Linked DNA regions of Sus scrofa: region 1 is linked to region 2. The links are chromatin contacts, called in public Hi-C maps. All regions are on one chromosome and are shown on one strand. Each heading gives the region's core, a stretch centred on a gene start, on an enhancer-like site or on the middle of the called end of the contact. The rest is flanking DNA. Distances are from core to core; before and after follow the strand shown.

Evidence for each region. A called contact is a pair of places that touch in the nucleus more often than the background predicts.
Region 1: a Hi-C map of liver shows a contact between it and region 2, with 2.2 times the contacts expected there. The contact joins two enhancer-like sites. A contact is called at or near these places in 1 of 5 promoter capture datasets (liver), 25 of 47 Hi-C or Micro-C datasets (adipocytes, adipose tissue, alveolar macrophages and 15 more) and 2 of 2 datasets of contacts at active chromatin or transcription factors (alveolar macrophages and skeletal muscle).

What each region holds. Positions count from the first base shown.
Region 1 is chr9:115,553,743-115,558,707 of Sscrofa11.1, reverse strand. It overlaps TNFSF4 (TNF superfamily member 4), which reads left to right. Exons shown (of 3, transcript NM_001025217.1): 2 at 3,450-3,498. Among named protein-coding and RNA genes, the nearest start is that of TNFSF4, 16 kb to the left of the region's middle. Within about 2 kb of position 1,942, at least 16 of the 83 cell types and tissues checked have an H3K27ac peak or open chromatin away from gene starts, as enhancers often do. A contact at or near this core is called in adipose tissue, alveolar macrophages, liver and 4 more, where this site is marked.
Region 2 is chr9:115,135,121-115,140,035 of Sscrofa11.1, reverse strand. No RefSeq gene overlaps it. Among named protein-coding and RNA genes, the nearest start is that of FASLG, 69 kb to the right of the region's middle. Within about 2 kb of position 1,350, at least 19 of the 83 cell types and tissues checked have an H3K27ac peak or open chromatin away from gene starts, as enhancers often do. A contact at or near this core is called in adipose tissue, alveolar macrophages, liver and 4 more, where this site is marked.

The DNA.
Region 1 (4,965 bases), core at 693-3,192, 420 kb before region 2:
CCCAAGAGCACACATCTGAGTAGTCTTGTAGAGAAGATGTGACATATATCCAATGATGGTAGAGTGAAAGTTAGTAGAGTGATTTAAAAAACTGTTTACATTAGGGTTCACTCTTGGTATTGTACATTTTGTGGATTTTAACAAATGAACAATGAGATTCCCACCGTTAGAGTTTCATTATTCTAAAAATCTTCTGCACTTCACTTGTTTATCTCTACCTCTTTCCTCACCCCTGGCAACCACTGGTCTTAAACTGTCTCTATAGTTTTGCCATTTTCATAATGTCCGTCATTGGAATCATACAGTATGTAGTCTTTTTAGATTGGCTTCTTTCATTTCATAATATGCATTTGAAGTGCTTCCATGTTTTTCCATGGTTTAAAAGCTCGTTTCTTTTTAGCATTGAATGATATTCCATTGTCTGGATGTATCACACTTTATTTATCCATTCAACTGAAAACATCTTGGATGCTTTTGCTCGTCAAGTTTTGGCAATATTAAAACCATCATAAACATCTGTTTGAATAGAGTGGTTTTTAAGTACTTGCTATGGGAAACCAAAAATCAGGGATTTGATTTAGGCCTTGTAAGTAGTGATATTTTTGATGGGTAAACAGAGATTGGGGGACATTCTTGGTGGAGAGAACCAAAGAAGAAAATATTTTTTGAATGCTTACCATGTGCCAAACAAACTGCTCAGTGCTTTCACATATGTTAACTTATTTAAGCTTTACAGTCATCTCCTGGAATGTTATTATGGCTTACTTTCACAGATATGAAAGCTAAAGCTCAGAAATGGTATATAATGTTTTCAAATTCACAAAGCTAGAGAGGTCACAATTTGAATTGAATCTGACTCCCAAGCCTATGCGCTCTCTTTTATCCTCCCAGGCTCTATTCAAGGGCAAAGAGTTTAGAGGAAATGACTGGCTGGAGCATAAGACACAGAAAGGATAAGTATAATAATAATGCTTGACAAGGAGGTTGGCACCAGGCCATGGAAGGCCTTGAATTGGGTACTGTGGGGGTGTTTCTGGGCAGTGGGGTGGTCAGCATGAGGTAATCAAGTATGGGGGATGCAGGGGAAACTTGTGGAGGGACATGGAGCAAGAAGAAGAACGACCTTATTTCACAACATTGCCTAGACTTGGTCGTGCTGATGCTAGTGAAAAACTTCTGAGGAAGAGGCCAATTTCTAATACTGGATAATATTCAGGAGAAGGAAGGAAGCCTGAGCCTGGAGTTGCAGTGCTTCTAACCTGAGAGGGGAGTTGTGTGTATTCCTTGCCGCCTCTCAGCATCTTGGTCTTACAATGTCCTCTTGGTCACTACCGCCCCTACTTCATCAGAGTACTTTAGAACATTGGGAAATTTCTTTGATTTGCAGGAACCTTTTGGAGATTTTGCAAAATCACTCAAATACCCAAATCATGAGGGGTTTTAGGTCAGAGAGCTTGAAGTAAATTTGGGATGAGGAGGTTTCCTGTTTTTCTCTTTATTAGAATTGACTTAGAGTTGCAACTTTAAAAATTTAAATCGTGGACAGTGCTGAAGGGATGCCTGTGATCTTTGAATAATTTTTAAAGTTGAGAAAACTGACACCTAGGGAAATTATGAAACTGGCCTAAGGTGACACTGTACTTGCCTGATTGCCATTGGAACCAGGTTCCTTCATTGCTGAGCCCTATGCTCTTTGTGTGAAAAGACTGTTTCTGATTTTAGTAAGGTGGCCTTTCAGGCTGGGACCAACCTGAGGGGCATTCATTTACCCAGGGGATTATGATGATTGGGTAATATGCCTTTTGAGAGGCCTTCTTCCAGAACGTTGCTGTAAGCACAAAGAACAGGAATCCACCCTCACAAAAGGTCACAGGAGAGACAGCCAAAGACTGTCAAGTCTTCCCAAGTCAGCACCTCTCCATGTGCTCACCACTGACTAATATCATTCCTGGGCCTGGCCGCTGGCAGGGCTCAGAAAGGCTATCCCTTCTTCCTGCACTGCCTGTTGGTTTCAGTTGCTTTGAGGCTTATGATTTTACTTAAAGGGAAGTAGGGGATTCTTCATCTGTGTGGGCAGGCCCCAGTGGAATCCGTTTGCTGCTGCAAGTGTGCCAGGAAAGTGGGAAGCAGGGATTCCCGCCCCCCGAGTATGAAAACAAATCCTTCCCCACACCTTTGATCTGGACATCTTGCCAAAAATAACCTGGTGGGAGGAGCGGGTGTTCTTGGCAGGCACAATAGGTGGTAGGTTTTTGTTTTTGTTTTTCTGTTTCCTTTTTCAGTATGTAATACAAAATTTTAAAAATACAAAATAGTAGACCATGGAAAGTAAGGGTCCCTGCTACCCCTGACCCCAGACTTCCAGTTCCTTTTTCCAAAGGCAACATATATTCTTTCAGATAAATTCAATGCCTGCACAGACATTATTACTATTTTTTTTAACACAAGTGGTAATATACTTTATGCCCTTTGCTTTTGCTTTTTTCACTTAGGCTATTTTAGGCTTTGCTCCATATTGAACTTCTTTTTTTTAATACTTCAATTTTTATTATTTATTATTATTTTTAAGTGATTTTTATAGTGTTTTTTTATTTTTTCCATTATAGCTGGTTTACAGTGTTCTGTCAATTTTCTATTGTATAGCAAGGTGACCCAGTTACACATACATGTTTTCATTCTTTTTTCTCACATTATCATGCTCCCTCATAAGTGACTAGATATAGTTCCCAGTGCTACACAGCAGGATCTCATTGCTTATCAAACTTCTTTGTTTTTTTAACCACAAAATTTCCAGACATTTTATTTCTTAACTTCCTTTCTTCATTGTTTTGCCTCTTTCTTGCTTTTGAATACTCATTGGTTTAAGGTTTTTTACGTAGTTAAAAAGTAGGAAAAGACCCAACAGTAAAAAAAAGCTACACTCAAATCTATTGATCTCTGAAGGATTAGAATAGTTTTTATTGCCTTTATGCCCTGAAAGTAGGACACTGTTACTTCTGTTTCATAGGAAAAGACCCAGTAGCCAGGAAGCTCCCAGATTTTACTCTCAGTGCATTCTGGGAGTCTGTGACCATTTCAAATTAATTGGTCCTAGCTTTATCCATGAAGGATCTCTGTGACTGAATGAGTTTCTTGACAAGATGACTATTAAGTGCTGTTATCCAGAATGGGAAATTGGGGCTCAGTGAGCCAAAACAGTATACCAAGGAGGAATTTGGCAAATGAGGACAGATCTTACTTGCATGAAAGAGCAGAAGACTCCTAACTTGTCTTAAGAGATGTTACAGAAAAGCAAGGGGGCGGGAGCGGTGGGCAGGAAGGAAGGCTGGGTCTAATCTTGCTAAGCTGTTCCTTTTACAGGCTACTGTATTTCTGCTTCATAGGATATGACTCATCATTTCAACTTGTTTATTTTTTCCCCTAAAAATGTATCCTTTTTCCTCCTTTAGGTGCCATCTCAGTACCCTCCAATTCAGAGTATCAAAGTACAATTTACCAGTGAGTATTGATGAAAGTTTGATTCATATTTTTAAAAGAATCTTATCTCCAGCCTCTTAATTTCCCTCAAAACATAAGACTTCTGTCTTTCCTCAGGGTAACATTAAATCCTAGAATTGTTGGAGCTTGCATATTATTTTCATTAGGGACAAAGAAGGTGCATAAAGAAGAAAAGGGGAGTAATTATGTGCTTGTCACTGTATGTGCTCCTTTATATTCCTCCCTTAATCTTCCTAGAAACCCTTTAAGTAGGGATTATTCTCATTTTTTTAGGTAAGAAAAATTAAACTTCTTAAAAAGTATGGCTGTAAGACTTATCGTTTCCCAGTCATTCTATTATAAGACGAGATTTTACCCTAATAAGAGTTGGGGGATGTCAGTCTTTGTCTTAAAGGCAAGGTGATAATTTAATTACCAGGAGAGTACTAATTGGGTCCATGATCAATACCTGGGCATGATTAATACTCATATAGTAGTTTCTGTATGGATATTCATTTGTTAAGTTTTCCTGAGCTGAAGGGAAGTACATCTTGCCTTCTATAAGTGATCCTCATTTTCAATTCAAAGTCTTATGGACTTGATACAAAGCAAGAATTACTGACTTGTGCCCAGCAGTGGGAACTGTTCATTCCCATCACCAAGGGACATGGGCCAAGTAGGGAGTTTGGGATATGGTTGCTTGACCATCCAGGATAATTTTGAGGCTGCCATGGAAATAACAGAAATCTAGGGGTTTTTTTGATTTACACGTGAAATGGCCATACACAAAGCTACCAAAGCCATCACTCTTCATCCTCCCATTCTTCCTTTTTTTTCTCCTGTGGCAGCCACTCTTCCAAGGCACATTCCAGGAAAAACTATCAATGAAAAGGTAGAAGGGAGAAGTAGGTCTGTGTTCTAAACCCTTCCACCTACATCCTACTGAGTAGAACCTGAGCCCATGGACATTCTATGCATTGCAACATTACTAAGCTTAAGTGACTTTTGACCAGGGCTGATAGTACATGCTGTTGGTAAGTCCAGTGCCCAGAGCATGTGAAAAATTTGCATATCATAGTCAGGTGGAGAGAGGATAGAGAAGAGTTAACAGCAATTGCTCTGTGTGGAGGGCATGTAGAGTCCCTGGGCAGGGACACTTCTACTACCCTTTTCCCTAATCTATCCATTGGGCGAGGAAGGAAACACTGAAGTTGCCAGCCCTTCATGGTTTTGAAAAATTAGGGGAACATGGAAGCTCTATTTCCTGCCACAGGTGTGTTAAAACAACTGTAAGTTGCCATAATTTCTCAGCTGTTGAACCCCAGCCCCATCTGAAAATCTCTTGAGTACTAGAATTAGCTTTACCTCTTCTTCCATTGCACAGAGAAAGCAGATTCCAACCCTAGTGTAGAAACACAGTACTTTCTTCCTTTCATGCTTTTCAGAATATCTCCCTACCACTTTCTCTTTGTATGTTTCTAGATGTGT
Region 2 (4,915 bases), core at 101-2,600:
TAAGCAGGAAACCACTGGACAGAATCCAGTTCTCTGCAAAAAAGTTCACAATGAGATAGGAAAAGAAAGGGGAGTTAAAAAGGATCTGAAGGTCTGTAATTGGTCTTTGAAAATAAATGCTATGGCAACATTCATATTAAAAACACACACACAAGGGGTTCCTATTGTGGCTCATGGGTAGAGTCCATGAGGACACAGATTTGATCCCTGGCCTCATTGAGTGGATTAAAGATCCAGTATTGCCACAAGCTGGGGCATAGATTGCTGTTGCTATGGCTGTGGCTGTAGAACAGGCCTCAGCTTCAGCTCTGACAATCCCTAGCCTGGAAACTTCCACATGCCGCAGGTATGGCTATTAAAAAAAAAAAAAAAAAGTACAAGAAAAAAATACCCATTTATTTACCTTCTGCGTACATTGGGCCATTTTATTTATTCTTCAAAACAGCTCTAGGAGATAGTATTAATATCACCACTTCACAGGTGAGGAGACAGAGTCTAAGGAATGTGCCCCAAGTCACCTTTCTTATCAGGGGAAGAACTGAGATGGAACTTCTGAGAGTCTGGCTTTAGAATCTATTCTTTTCTGCTGTGCCACCTGGAGCTCTGATCTCCAGAAAAGAGAGAAAGGGAAGGAAAGAAACTTCCTCCCTCCTTCCTTAGCCTGCACTCCATGCCTCTCCATCATCAATTTCTCAGGTACTCTTGTGCCCTTGAATCAAATTCCCAGCTTCCATGGACTCAAGAAACATGGAATACTGATCACCCTTTGCCTTTGATCCTGACAACTGTAATAGGACATCAGCAAGAGAAAAACAAAATCCCAGTTCTCCCCTAGTTCTCATTAATAGGAAATACTAAGGGCTTAAAACCCATAGGTAGATATGCAAGTAGACTATACTATTTTAAGTGTAACCTAAAAGCTTACAGAAGCACGAGATTTTAAAGGAAAATTACTTCTGAAGACCAGAGTAACTTGTGAATGACAGTTTCTGAGTACAAATAAACCATCAGGTCCTTGTTAAAGCTGGCACTGATGTATTTGAGACATAAGAAGGATGCCAGGATGGAGTGGGTGGGGACAGGGGTTGGTACAGAACTGGCAGGAAGGTCTGGGGAGAGTGGATCTGAGCGACACTGCTAGGAAAGCTTTCTACACACGAAAGGGGAAATTAGGAAAGGAGGAACTCCCTCCATGGACATTGGGGTCTGGATCTCAGCCATGACAAAGACCAGGAAAGGAACCCGCAGATGACTCTCTGGAACAGAGGTCACAGAATGATTGCTCCAGCCCACAGCTATGTTTTGCTTGGCTCACTTGGTGCTTTCTAAACCATGAGTCAGTGCCAGCATTTAAAAAGCAGGAAATGTCACATAAATTAGTATTTCCGACTTCTCTTGAAAAATTAGAAGACTTGTAATACCTTGCCCACATCCCCACATGGAAACAAGCTGAGGTCACCTAGGCTCTTCAGAGAGGCTGAGTCTGGCCTGGTGCCCACCCAGGCAAGGCACCCACTTAGCCTCCTCCCTGGGAGTATTTGTGTCCTCAGCTTCTGATCCAGCAGTGGCTTCCCAGGACACTGAGACAAGCTGTTCTGCCACAAAGGACAGAGTATTTTATCCAAAAACTGCCTGCTCACCCAGCATGCAGCCCGTAGACAGGGAAGTGATCACAGGTATCAGAGGCAGCGCCCTGCACCCATGTTAAGCACTCCCATGACGAGATGCCAACTTTGCTTCCCCCAAAAATTGCCGTTATTTCCTTCACATATCTTAATTTGTTGCCACACCTCAATATTTACTATTCTCTAAATATTCTTCCCAGATTTGTACCCTCTGTTTGGAATGCTTTCCCCCCTCTACTTGCTTCTTCCCACTCCCTATGTCCAACCTATGCCCATCCTTCAAGGTCCATATCAAATTTGTTCTGTGAAGCCTTCTTCCATTTTTGTAGTCAGAATTAATCCCTGCCTCCTGTTTTACTATAATATTGGTTTAAACATCTACTGTAGGATTACCACAATTTGATTTGGTTAATCTTTCTTTCTGTTAACTCCTGAATTCTTGAAAGCCAGAAATTGCCTCTTATTTATCTTTGTGCCCACCCCTTCTCCACACCCACTCCTCTCAGTTCCTAACAAAGTACCTCATGCAGAGTAGATAGTCAGTAATTGGTGAATAGTTTTTAAAGATCATGGAGGCACTGGTTTCTACTGCCATCTAGTGACCATAATGTAGAATTATGCCTAAAGCCATTGCCATCTTGTAGGAACTGAAATTCCAAAGCCACGCTAGCAAAGGAAACCATTTAAAAAAAAGACAAAAAAAGAAAAGACACTCCACAGAATGGGAGAAAATCTTTGCAAACAAAGCAACCAACAAGATATTAATCTCCAAAACATACAAACAGCTTATACATCTTTATACCAGAAAAAAAAAAATTAAAAAGTGGTCAGAAGATCTAAACAGACCTTTCTCCAAAGAAGATAGATGGCTAAAAAGCACACAAAAAAATGCTTAACATCATTAATTTTTATAGAAATGCACATCAAAACTGCAAAGTGCTATCACTTCACACCACTCAGGATGTCCATCATAAAAATTTACGAATAATAAATACTGCAGTGGGTGTGGAGAAAAGACAACACTCCTACACTGTTGGTAGGACAGTAAGCTGGTGAAACCACTATGGAGAACTGTATGGAATTTCCTTAGAAACTCAAAATAGAGTTACCATATGAACCAGCAATCGCACTCCTGGGCATATATCCAGAGAAAATAATAATTTGAAAAGATACATGCACCCCTATGTTCATTGCAGTACTATTTAGCCAAGACATGGAAGCACCTTACATGTCCATCAACAGAGGACTGGATCAAGAAGATGTGGTACATATATACAGTGGAATACCACTCGGCCACAAAAAAGAATCAAATAATGCCATTTGCAATAACTGGATGGACCTAGAGATGATACTAAGTGAAGTAAGTCAAAGACAAACATCATGTGAGATCACAAATATGTGGAAAATTGGGATTGACATATATACACTCCTATATATAATATAAATTAGTAAGATGGACCTACTGTATAGCACAGGGTAATCTACTCAATACTGTGTTATAATCTATATGAGAAAAGAATCTGAAAAGAAACGAACATATGTACATGTATAATTGATTTACTTTGCTGTACACCTGAAACTGACAACTTCATTAAGTCAGCTATATTCCAATAAAATTTTATTTACAAAATAAAAATAAAAAGTACCTTCCCAATACCCAATTAATTACTCTAAAAAACTCCAAATCCATTCATTCATTTTCTCTTTTTTTTTTTTTTTTGCTATTTCTTGGGCCGCTCCCGCGGGATATGGAGGTTCCCAGGATAGGGGTCGAATCGGAGCTGTAGCCACCAGCCTACGCCAGAGCCACAGCAACGCAGGATCCGAGCCGCGTCTGCAACCTACACCACAGCTCACGGCAACGCCGGATCCTTAACCCACTGAGCAAGGGCAGGGACCAAACCCGCAACCTCAAGGTTCCTAGTCGGATTCGTTAACCACGGCACCATGACGGGAACTCCTCATTTTCTTTACTATACTTCTTCCTTCCTTTTTCTCCTTTTCTTTTTTTTCTTCTTTTTTATTCATTTAAGCTTTCATTCAACAAATACTTTTTGATCATATTTAGGTGACAAACACTGAACAATTAAGATTCAGTGCAAATGTGAATAGATGTAAAGGGCTCCCATTGCCAAAGTGGAGCAAGCCCACTCCAGCCTGTTATTTCCCACTGATTACATTAAAAACTGTGGGCAAAGCATGCAAAAGCAACTCCCTGACAACTCTGCAAAACGAAGAATGCAAGCAGATGAGAGAGGAGAAACTAAACTTGAAAAAGTTATACACAGATCAGTTTACAGAGGTGAGTTTCCTTAATATTTTTCCTCTTTTGTTTTCCCACTTTGACCCAAGGAATTCCCACAGCTTTTTATATTTGTTCTTTCAGTCCTGCACCAAGAGCAACCCAAATCATGAATTTATAATATAGTCACTATTGCTCCAGCACCAAAAACCCTGAGAGAAAATCCTTATTTCTGGCCAGAGGAACCAAAAAAGGGGAAACTTGTGGTAGAGCAAGCATGGAGAAACCACTTTTATGTTTTTCCTTTCTCTCTTTTCTCACCACTTTGTGCTGAGGGTTGCCCCAATTATACAGAAATTATGGGTAATATGGTCATTAGAACTTCAAGTTAAACCTTATCTTTCTAGTCAAATGACTAGGAAATGGGGTTTCTGGAAGACAGAGAGTTTGGGGGATAAACTTGAAAGAAAGGTCTGGAGAGGGAGATCTCTGAATTCTGTGGAAAAAGTAACAGGTCCTGAATCCACCTCCAAGTGCACACACACAGGACAGACCCAATGCAAGACAGCAAAGCCTTGAAAGGTCATCCAGGGAAGATGAAAGAAAACTCACCATCTAAACTTACTAAGACTGATTTCCTACAAAAAATAAAATAAAATAATAACAAAAAGATTAGCATTCTCCAGAGGATTTTAAGAAACCTAGAATCTCTCAATACAATATCCAAAATGTCTGGATATAATGAAAAAAAAAAAGAAAAAGAAAAAGAAAATACTGACCAACAAGGAACTAGGCAAATCTGACAACCTCTGTGGGAAAAACATCAATCCATGTCCACTCTGAGAGGATGCTGATACTGGAATCAGACAAGAACTTTAGACCAGCTATTATAACCAGACACCTAGAAGCAAACACTCTTAGAGTAAATGTAGAGAAAGAGGCTCTCAACAGAGAAACTGAAACTACAATAAAAGAGGAAATTTTAGAACTAAAAAATATCTGAAATAAAAAGATTCACTGAGTGGTCTCAAGGGAGATAAAAGAGGAC